Linked DNA regions of Mus musculus: all the other regions are linked to region 2. A link is a contact called in public ChIA-PET and Hi-C data. All regions are on one chromosome and are shown on one strand. Each heading gives the region's core, a stretch centred on a gene start, on an enhancer-like site or on the middle of the called end of the contact. The rest is flanking DNA. Distances are from core to core; before and after follow the strand shown. Region 1 holds the start of Rrp1 (ribosomal RNA processing 1 homolog (S. cerevisiae)). Region 2 has its middle 5.5 kb from the start of Gm30039. Region 3 holds the start of Agpat3 (1-acylglycerol-3-phosphate O-acyltransferase 3).

The links. A called contact is a pair of places that touch in the nucleus more often than the background predicts. ChIA-PET counts read pairs in DNA pulled down with a chosen protein or histone mark.
Region 1: an RNA polymerase II ChIA-PET map of memory CD8 T cells shows a contact between it and region 2, with 44 read pairs. The contact joins the promoter of Rrp1 here to the enhancer-like site in region 2. A contact is called at or near these places in 3 of 39 promoter capture datasets (the 3T3-L1 cell line, embryonic stem cells and pre-B cells), 3 of 115 datasets of contacts at active chromatin or transcription factors (memory CD8 T cells, microglia and thymic regulatory T cells) and 2 of 9 other capture datasets (adipose tissue and liver).
Region 3: a Hi-C map of B cells shows a contact between it and region 2, with 6 read pairs. The contact joins the promoter of Agpat3 here to the enhancer-like site in region 2. A contact is called at or near these places in 1 of 39 promoter capture datasets (the C10 cell line), 1 of 484 Hi-C or Micro-C datasets (B cells), 1 of 115 datasets of contacts at active chromatin or transcription factors (memory CD8 T cells) and 1 of 9 other capture datasets (liver).

Annotation. Positions count from the first base shown.
Region 1 is chr10:78,411,717-78,414,984 of GRCm38.p6, forward strand. It overlaps Rrp1 (ribosomal RNA processing 1 homolog (S. cerevisiae)), which reads right to left and starts at 1,327. Exons shown (of 13, transcript NM_010925.2): 1 at 1,104-1,327. The coding sequence starts at 1,236.
Region 2 is chr10:78,085,861-78,088,889 of GRCm38.p6, forward strand. No RefSeq gene overlaps it. Among named protein-coding and RNA genes, the nearest start is that of Gm30039, 5.5 kb to the right of the region's middle. Within about 2 kb of position 1,436, at least 125 of the 459 cell types and tissues checked have an H3K27ac peak or open chromatin away from gene starts, as enhancers often do. A contact at or near this core is called in B cells, adipose tissue, memory CD8 T cells and 2 more, where this site is marked.
Region 3 is chr10:78,350,269-78,353,264 of GRCm38.p6, forward strand. It overlaps Agpat3 (1-acylglycerol-3-phosphate O-acyltransferase 3), which reads right to left and starts at 1,432. Exons shown (of 10, transcript NM_053014.3): 1 at 1,359-1,432. It overlaps Gm40709 (a long non-coding RNA gene), which reads left to right and starts at 2,215. Exons shown (of 3, transcript XR_871856.3): 1 at 2,215-2,659; 2 at 2,896-2,996.

The sequences.
Region 1 (3,268 bases), core at 77-2,576, 330 kb after region 2:
GGTGTCTGAAAACAGCTACAGTGTACTTATTTATAATAATAAATAAATCTTTGGGCCAGACGGAACAGGGACTGAGCGAGCTGGGCTGACCTCAGTGAGTGGGGCCAACTGGAACGAGCAGAGGTCCTAAATTCAATTCCCAACAACCACATGAAGGCTCACAACCATCTGTACAGCTAGCTACAGTGTACTCATATACATTAAATAAATAAATAAACCTTAAAAAAATATGATTGGGCAGCCAGCCCCGCCCTCAAAACATTCTCCAACAGAACTGCCATAACGGTGCCTGGAGGAGCCCCTCCCCCCAACCCTCCAGTAACTCCATGCACCAGCAAGCAGGTATCAGTCCCATAGAGTTAAAGAAACCCAACACTTTCGGGACCGGGAGATGGCCCATTGTTAATGCAGTGATTAATTAAGCCAGTGTCAGACCAAGGAACTGTAGCTATACTATGACATTTCGGAGATTAAATGGTGAAAGTTATTCATTCCGGCTAGCAAAGGACATCACCACCATTTAGCGAGGCGCATCCCCCAAGTTGGGGTGCTCTGACTAGAGCGTGAAAAACTGCGCTGAGACACTTCCCAAAGCATACAGCCATGACCTCGGCCAAACCACCGCTCAGGGAATCTATAATTTGCATCCGCGGAGGGATATCCAAAAGCAAAGGACATCGCCACCATTTGGCGAAGCGCATTCCCCAAGCTGGGGTTCTCTGACTAGAGCGTGGAAAACTGCCTTGAGACACTTCCCAAAGCATACAGCCGTGACCTCGGCCAAACCACTGCTCAGGGAATCTATAATTTGCATCTGCGGAGGGATATCCAAGAGACGCGGAGGCTGCTGAAAGGGGTCGCTCACTGAGGACCAGAAGCACAGAAACCGCTCTGCAAAAGGACATCCTGGGAACGGGGTGTCGAGAACACACCTTTAAGAACACGGGACACCAGTAAAGGCCGGCGGAAGAGCACCAGCAAGCTACAGAAGGAAGAAAAGCGGGCAGACCGATCGGGTCAGCCTAAGCCAGTAGAACAGCAGACGAAGGCCGGATCCTGCGGGGCCCACGCAGCGGAGCTCGCCTGCCCTCCCGCCCGCGTACCTGTCGCCCGCTGCGACCTGGCCTCGATGTACTTCCGCAGCTTCCGCAACGCGCGGTCCCGCGTCACCTGTTCATTGCCCGCCAGGCGCTGCGCCAGCTGGATCTCCGGCGGGAGCGGCACTCCGGGAACCATGGTGAGGAGAACCCTGAGACCACGCACTCGACGCTTCCGCTGGGGCGCTCGAGTGACGACACGCGCTCGTCACCACTGAACGTCACACTGAGGCGACACAACCCAGCTAGACGTCAAACGTCCTGGACGATGCTGGCGTACGCTACCGCCTCTCAGTGGCCGAGAGGCGCAACTGCACCCTGCAGGGAGGAGGATGGTCTGGTGTAAGCCTAGGGCATCTCTGATTCTTGAAAAGGTTAAAGCATTGTCTTGGGTTCGCCCTCCTCTTTACTGCAGCAGGAGTGGCTGTATTACAAGAAGATCGTGATGTGGCCCAGCTTGTCCTCAACTGTAACACTTAGCAGGACTGCGTGGAGCTGCCCTTGGCTCAGCATCCTGAGCCATGTTGGGGTGTGGGGTGTGGGTGGGGGGAGGTTGGGTGTGTGCATGAACCCTGCAACGCCGAGAACTACGAGCTTTACCCGAAACACTTTACCTGATCCCTAACACCTTAGTCCTCAGGGAAATCCACCCCACCAAGCCTCTTGTAGAGCATCCACTTTCCTGGAAAGAGAAAAGCAAGAAGGCTGTCAGGATCCAGATTATGGGACAGGGTGCAGGTACCTATCATGAAGGTAGGCAGGCAAATACACTATAGAAAGCACAGTGAGTGTGCAAAACTTGAGTGTGCCCTGGTTCATGAAATGTGTGGTGACAATCGTTTGGGACACTATTGGGAAAATTTTTCCATATAGCCCAAGAGCTGAAATGTCAAATTAGAATACAAAACAATTACAGGTTTCATTGGTGTGCCCAAGACCACCAGAAGTCTGATGACTTGCTGGGGGAAATTTCCAAGACCAGTGGACGTTTGGACTTAGTGGTACCATAACATTGCCAGTTCGTTGCTACACCATAGGCCAGCTAAGCCCAGGATTAAAGTGTCAGGCAAGGAAGGTGGCTGTATTTGAAAAGCTAGATGCTGGAAAAAATGGGAGGGATGGTTGTTGAAAGTCTGACTGAAGAGGAATAAGCAACTGGGGTGGGAGAGGGCATGTCTAAGCACTATTACAGGAACATAGACAATTCTGTATTTTCTATAACATCAGAATTTACTGAATAACAAAAAATTTGATAGACTACATCAATGTTATGGCCACGCTTTTTAAAGTCAACCCAGTTTCTTTGACTTAGGCAAGCTATCTCTTGTTGCTGTTGTTTTATTTATATGAGTACGCAGTTACTGTCTTCGGACACACCAGAAGAGGGCATTAGATCCCATTACAGATGGTTGTGAGCCACTGTGTGGTTGCTGGGAATTGAACTCAGGACCTCTGAAAGACCAATCGGTGCTCTTAACCGCTGAGCCATCTCTCCAGCCCTAGGCAAGCTATCTTAAACTACTAATATTAATGGTCAGACTCTACTTACACATCACACAGTAAATATATCCACCTATACATATGTGTATATGCCAAGTCCTGCTAGGCTTGAGTACTGAAACCCCAACTGGGAGAAGTAAAGAAATACAGGACAGACACACAGACAGAAAAGGTGGGCTCAGCTTAGGTGTGAGCACTCTGATTGGGACACTCACTACCATTGCAACTTGGAACCTCAGGTTGTTTATTATGTACCAACTAGGAGGAGGAGGATCTGGTCCTAAACATCCAGTCATGGATGCTTTTTAAGTCTACAAGTCTCAAGCACAAAGATGGTAATTAGTGCCTTAGTTAGGGTTTCCATTGCTGTGAAGAGACACCATGACCAAAGGCAACTCTTATAAGGACAACACTTAATTGGGGCTGGTTTAGAGGTGCAGAGGTTCAGTTCATTATCATCAAAGAGGGAACCTGGCAGCATCCAGGCAGAGACGGTTCAGGAGGGGCTGAGAGATCTACATCTTCTTTTTTTTTTTTTTTTTTTATTAGTTGGCTGGTTTGGGATGTTTCTTTTTTTTTTTTTTTTTTTTTTAAAGATTTATTTATTTATTATATGTAAGTACACTGTAGCTGTCTTCAGACACTCCAGAAGAGGGAGTCAGATCTTGTTA
Region 2 (3,029 bases), core at 186-2,685:
AGTGAAGCCAGGGACAAGAGCACCCCTATCTTTGTGACACCTCATACAATATGAGGAACTGGGTTGAGGGAGGCGTCTGTGGCAGTTTCATGGGGACCACCTGATACGAACATCTTCTTTTTTTTAATGTCTTTTAAAAAAAGATTTATTTATTTTATGTATATGAGTACACTGTAGTTGTACAGATGGTTGTGAGCCTTCATGTGGTTGTTGGGAATTGAATTTTAGGACCCCTGCTCGCTCTGATTGGTCCCACTTGCTCCAGTAGCCCTGCTCATTCTGGTCAACCCAGCTCGCTCAGTCCCTGCTCGATCCAGCTCAAAGATTTATTTGTTATTATAAATAAGTACACTGTAGCTGTCTTCAGAAGAGGGTGTCAGATCTTATTATGGGTGGTTGTGAGCCACCATGTGGTTGCTGGGATTTGAACTCAGGACCTTCGGAAGAATAGCCAGTTCTTCCGCTGAGCCACCTCTCCAGCCCCTGATATGAACTTCTAGGGTCAAACTGGCACTGGTGAACTGTGAGCCAACTCCTCACTCCATACCAGGAGCTGTAGCCACCATCATGAGGCTAGACCCCTGGTGGGTGGTCTAGCTCCAGGTCAGTTGCACTACTCTGAAAGATGATTGTCACACTGTTGTTGAACTGTGGCCCGAAAACCAGCATCAGAGACCTGGAGGGACTTTCCAAGCCCTTGAGTGGCTGAGGCACTGTTCTGCTGTAGAAGCTGAGCACCTCATACTTCCGGGGTGGGGGTGGGGGTCCGTTTAGACCTGGGGGAGGGAGGGCGAGGCTGTCCTGCTCTGGATGCTCAGCTTTTGTTTAGTAACTGGTTGGCTTCTCCACTCATATACTAATTTGGGGAGAAAAAAACCAAACAAGAAAAACCAAAACAAGCTTCCTTTTGAGTCATTGTGATCGGTTCCGGAAAAGGTTATGTCACAATCTCTACTTTTATCAGTGTTCCCCAGTGACCAGGAGGAAGCAGTCAGCCCGGACTCCTGGAGGCTGGGATGAATGGTCCAAGTAGCATCTGTTGGGATAGGGTAAGCCGGGTCTCTAGCAAAGACAAGAGGAATATGAGACAGCAAGGGCACACCGAGGAACTGCTGTGTACAGGACATGGTCTAGGTGATGCCTTGGGTACAGGTCAGAGGTCAGTCCCTTTGCGCTGTGGAAGGAGATGGCTGGAATTGTTTTCTTCTTAAAAAAAAAAAATCAGGACAAGGGATCAGGACTAGGATCCATGAGGCACCTCACTAAGGACGTCACTGGGGTTTACTAAGGTGGAGAGAGGGGGAGGGGATGGAGTGTGTGTGTGTGTGTGTGTGTGTGTGTGTGTGTGTGCGCGCGCCTGTCACTCAAGAGTGAGTGCAGTAGATGTTGAGTTCCTGTCTGCTTCTCTGGCCTGAAAGAGGAAGTGGGCACTTTTGTAGACCCAGGATCCGTATAGGACAAGACCTTTCTGCTGAGGTCTCAAAGCCTGCCGGTGCTGCTGGAACATGGGAGTTTCATTTCCTGAAAAAGTCTTAAGAGGTCTGAACACAGCAAGGGGCTGGGTATCCCAGAAGACAGACCCTTTGTGAACAGGTGGGTGGCACCCATTTGCCTAGCTGGGGGAATCCCTGTAAGGGCCATCAGGTAATGATCAGATGTGTCAAAGCACTGGCCTGGCTGGGCCTGAATGTTCATTCTCTGGGGGAAGCCATGAGAAAAGGTTTAGAGACACAGGACTACTTCTGGATGAGGGACTTGAGCGGTCCTCTTCTTTTACCTGGGCTGGGATGAGACTGCCCCTACCTTGGGCTCTGGGGCTCTGGGGAAGATCTACAGAGTAGAAATCCCCCAGAGGGTGCTGGGAACAGTGGTACCCATTGCCAGCTGGGACCAAGTCCATCCGACAGGGCTTGAGATGCGTCTTGAAAGCGTTTGGCACACAGAGATGGGCGAACTGGTTCTTGGCATCTGCCATTCCTGTATCCACTGAACTCAGCCCCTCAGGTGACAGAAAAATGACAAGATGCTTGGCTTGAAAATGAGAGACATAGGGAAAAACTCTCAGGAAGAGCCTTGCAGAACACAGGTGCTTGAGGCCAAAGACCACCTGCCAAGAGCATCCAGCTCTGGAACTGGGGAACACGCCATGCCTTAGGTGAGCCAGCATGAGTGGGCTTACCAGTAGCCTAGCATTAGAAGGCTAGGAGATTATAGCCGCTCCATCCCCTGGCAGTTACAGGAGGTCTTGGGAGGGACCAGGCATTAAAATGAAGTTCCTAGCAGGTAAGTGCAGGCCAGGCCAGGTGTCCTCCCAGGATCTCACTCTTCTGCTGGGCTCTCCAGGACCCTAAGGACAGTGTGGCAGCACAGGCTGTCTTTTCATGAGTGGTTCCCAGCTTGATATTCCAGAGAGGGGCATGAGTTGCTCTGACCACATAATCACAAACGGTTGCCCAGGCAGAGGTCAGCAGGGCTGGATTTTGGGAGAATCCTGACTTTGATCCAATGCAACTGGCAAACACTACCAAGGACCTAGGCACTGCACACTGCTCCCCAGCACAGTGGCCCTTAGAGGAGTGAGGAGAGTCATCCAGATCATGTGATGTTCGGGATGGTCCTTCACCTGCCTGCCCTGACTCCTCGGCCCCTCCCCTCCCCTGCACACTGTGGCAATACTGACTACAGGAGGTAGAACCTGACTGGCAGCACCCAGGTGCCTCCAGGAGTGTGCTGAGTTCTACTGCAACAGTTGGCAGGCACAGTAAACCTGGCTGTGTTCTCTTTAGTTTGGTTTGGAGAGCAGATTTCCCAGGTCGCCCTGCTCTCTGCTCTCTGCCATCCATCAGGGCTAGGCAACCTCCCCAACTATGCATCTAGGTCTTGGCATGTCCCATTGACCATACAGCTTCACCTGTCAGATCCCCTGACCAACTGGCCAGGGAGTCTTCTTACGTTACAGCCCTGTCCTTGGGGCTGTAGGTTAAGTCCATGAATGAGCTTTTAAAAAAATGGTCCAGTCCAAAAGCCCC
Region 3 (2,996 bases), core at 182-2,681, 260 kb after region 2:
CTGCAAAGCCGTCGGAGAAGGGAACACACACAGTTGGTACCAGCTCCATCCTCTGAGAGGCTGGACCAGTTAACCAGCACCAACTTGTTAGGAGTGAGCTTGGATTAACGATGCCATTCTAACTCCTGAAACAACAATAAACTTCCATCTTTGCTCATCCCATACTATACAAAGATCTTACTATGCCCTACCTGCCTCCAAGTGGGCCAGAGACAGATGTATACAGATTTTTACTACCCTGACTGGGCTGGAGGAAATCAGAGTCCCTTTGCTCTTCATTTAAATTCTGGCTGTGGAGATTTGTGACATAATCCAGGACAAGTGGCTAGCCTTGCTCCTCAGACCCCAGTGTGTTTCAGAGTCTGTTAGCACAGAGTCGCAGCTATATGCCCCAGAAAAGAAGTAAACAACTCCTCTACTGCAGTAGATGCTCCTTTTGTAACTTCTGAAGTAGATCAGTTACTTTCTGTTCAGTTTCCCCAGTCCCCTAGAACACACAGGCACTGTCCTTCCCAGGTGCTGGGCCTGTTATCTGGGAGCAGCTTAGGGTGAGACAGAGACCTCCCTTCATTTCCAGCATCCCTCCCATCTTCCTTCCCTAGGAGACACTGTATTTAACCCACTTCCCACCAATTCCACAGGCAACTTCTAAGACCTAGACCTTCTGCCCTGCTGCTGTACAGATAAGAGCAGGTGGGGGCCACACACAAGGCCTCCAGTAGGTCCAGACTGAGTTAGGTCAGACATCCAGCTGACATCCACCTGCTGAACATAGCCATGCTGAGGAGCACATGCCACCAAGACCAAAGAGAGGCTGGCAAAGCCATTGCATGTAACTGCCTTTGGAAACAACGTAATTACAAAGCACAGAGTGTGATACTAGGAATCAATCTTATAGGCTAAATCCTAAAGTTGGAAGGAGTCCTGCTTACCTAATAAGGGGAAGGGACAGTAAGGGAGTGATCAAAGTGCACAGAGACCCCTTTGAAAGGGGCACAGTCCATTTCCCAATGTCATCGAAGCAGAAAGAGCTGCTTCCACTCAGTTCCAACAGCCACCAACCCAGCACCCCCAACCGGCACCCTGTGTCCAATCCCAGAATCCAAGATCTTGGCTCTGGACGAGTCATTCCAATCTGTCTCAAATCCAAGTAGCCTTCTCGTTTCCCAGGAAGAAGAACCCAGTCTCTTAAGTATTCTCTTAGAGAAGACTTTCCACACTGCTTTAAAAAGTTAGGTTTGAAAGGCCATTTCTAAAATCATTTCCCTGTGCCCCTAAACTTCTCTCGAAGTTAAAAAGGAAACCTGAATATATTTTCCACCCAGCTTAAGTGTTCACAATCCTCCTGTCGTAGGTACCTGGGGTCAACTGCTCCGGGGCTCCAGGCCCACCGTGGACAGGTGTTTTCCTCCAGAGGCTCTGGTTACTGAATGACCCCAGCGCCTGAGTGAAACGTGGAAATTCACAGTCGGCCTTTGGTCTCAAACGCCAAAGTCAAGAAAAAAAAAAAACAACAACAACCGAGCCCTCGCACCTTCCTCCAGGGCGTCCCACCTGCAGCCCTCCCTCCGCGTTGAGCAAGCAAAAAAGTGAAACTAGCCCACAGGGCCCCGAAATCAGGCATGGGGGGCTCCCCCAGAGCGAGGAGCCGGGAGCCGAGCAAGGTTCCCCCCGGAGAGGGGCCCCAAGGCCGCCCAGGCCCTCTCGTCGGGCCCCGCATCCCCATCTCTACCCGATCGCCCGCATCCCCAGGCCGCCGCGCACCCCGCACAGCACCGGCGGGCCGGGCAGGCCGCACAGGGGCCGGGCGGGACCCGGAGCCTCCAGGCGCCGCGCTCTCCAGGCCGCGCGCCCCGCGGAGCGCAGCCGGCCACTGCGGCGGGGCCCGGCGACCGCGGGCGGGGGACGACCTCCGGCGGCTCGGCCGGGCTCGGCGCGGCTCACCTGCACTCCACCTGCTGGTCGCGGTTCTCGCGTCGGGCGCGCGCGGCCTGGGCCCGGCCCGGCCCTGCGTCGGGGCCTCAGCGAGTGCGGCGCCCGCCGCCCCGGGCCCCCATCGCCGCCCTCCGCCTCGGCGCCGCCGCCACTTCCTGTGCGCGGCGATCCCACAGTTCCGCCGGCGCGGGACGCCAGGCGCGGGGACGCGGGGACACGCGCGGACCGACGCGCGGGGGAGGAGTCGCGGCCCGCGGCGCAGCGGCGACCGCCTCGGCCAACGGACAGCAAGCGGGGGAGGGGACGCGAGGCGCGCCCCGCGGGAGCAGCCTCCACCCTCCCTGGCCAGCGGGATGTTCCTAGACCCAGTCCGACTCCCTTTCAGCTGCCTGCGGTCCTCCGGAGTCCCACTGGGGTGTTCCTGGGCCCAGCTTGAATCCCCTCTTTTAGCCCACTGAAGTCCTTCTGGGGTACTGCGGTGTTCCTGGGCCCAGCCTGGATCCCCTTGTCCCCCTGAAGTTCTTCGGGGTGTTCCTGGGCCGTACTTGGACCCCCGATGGTTCCCTGGAGTCCTCCTGGGTTGCCTCCCCCAAGAACTGGAATATTCCTAGGCCCAGCCTGGATTTGCCTCCGTTCAGCCTCCTGAAATCATTCTGAGCCTCAGCCTAGACCCCTTCCCAGTCCCGGAGGTCCCCTTGAGACCCAGGATGTTTTGATGGCTCAGGTTAGACTCCCCTTCCTTCTGAGTCCTCCTGGGGACGCCTGGAAATTTGGGGGTTCCCCGCCAATTAATTAGACCCCATTTCCCTTATCCTCCTGGACCCCACTCCCAACACACACCCCATCCTGCCCCCAAGTAAGGATCCCATCCTGGAATCCTGTAGGATTGTCCCCAGTGCCTGGTAAGGCACCAGGATCGCTTTTCACTCCCACGTGCTGTACCCTTTGATTTATTTATAGTTGGCAACTGACTAGCAACATTGTATCCACAACCAATCCAGGAGGAAACCTCAATTAACCTAGTCCAGGGTCTTCCTAGGGTCAGCCTTGGGTCAGAAGAA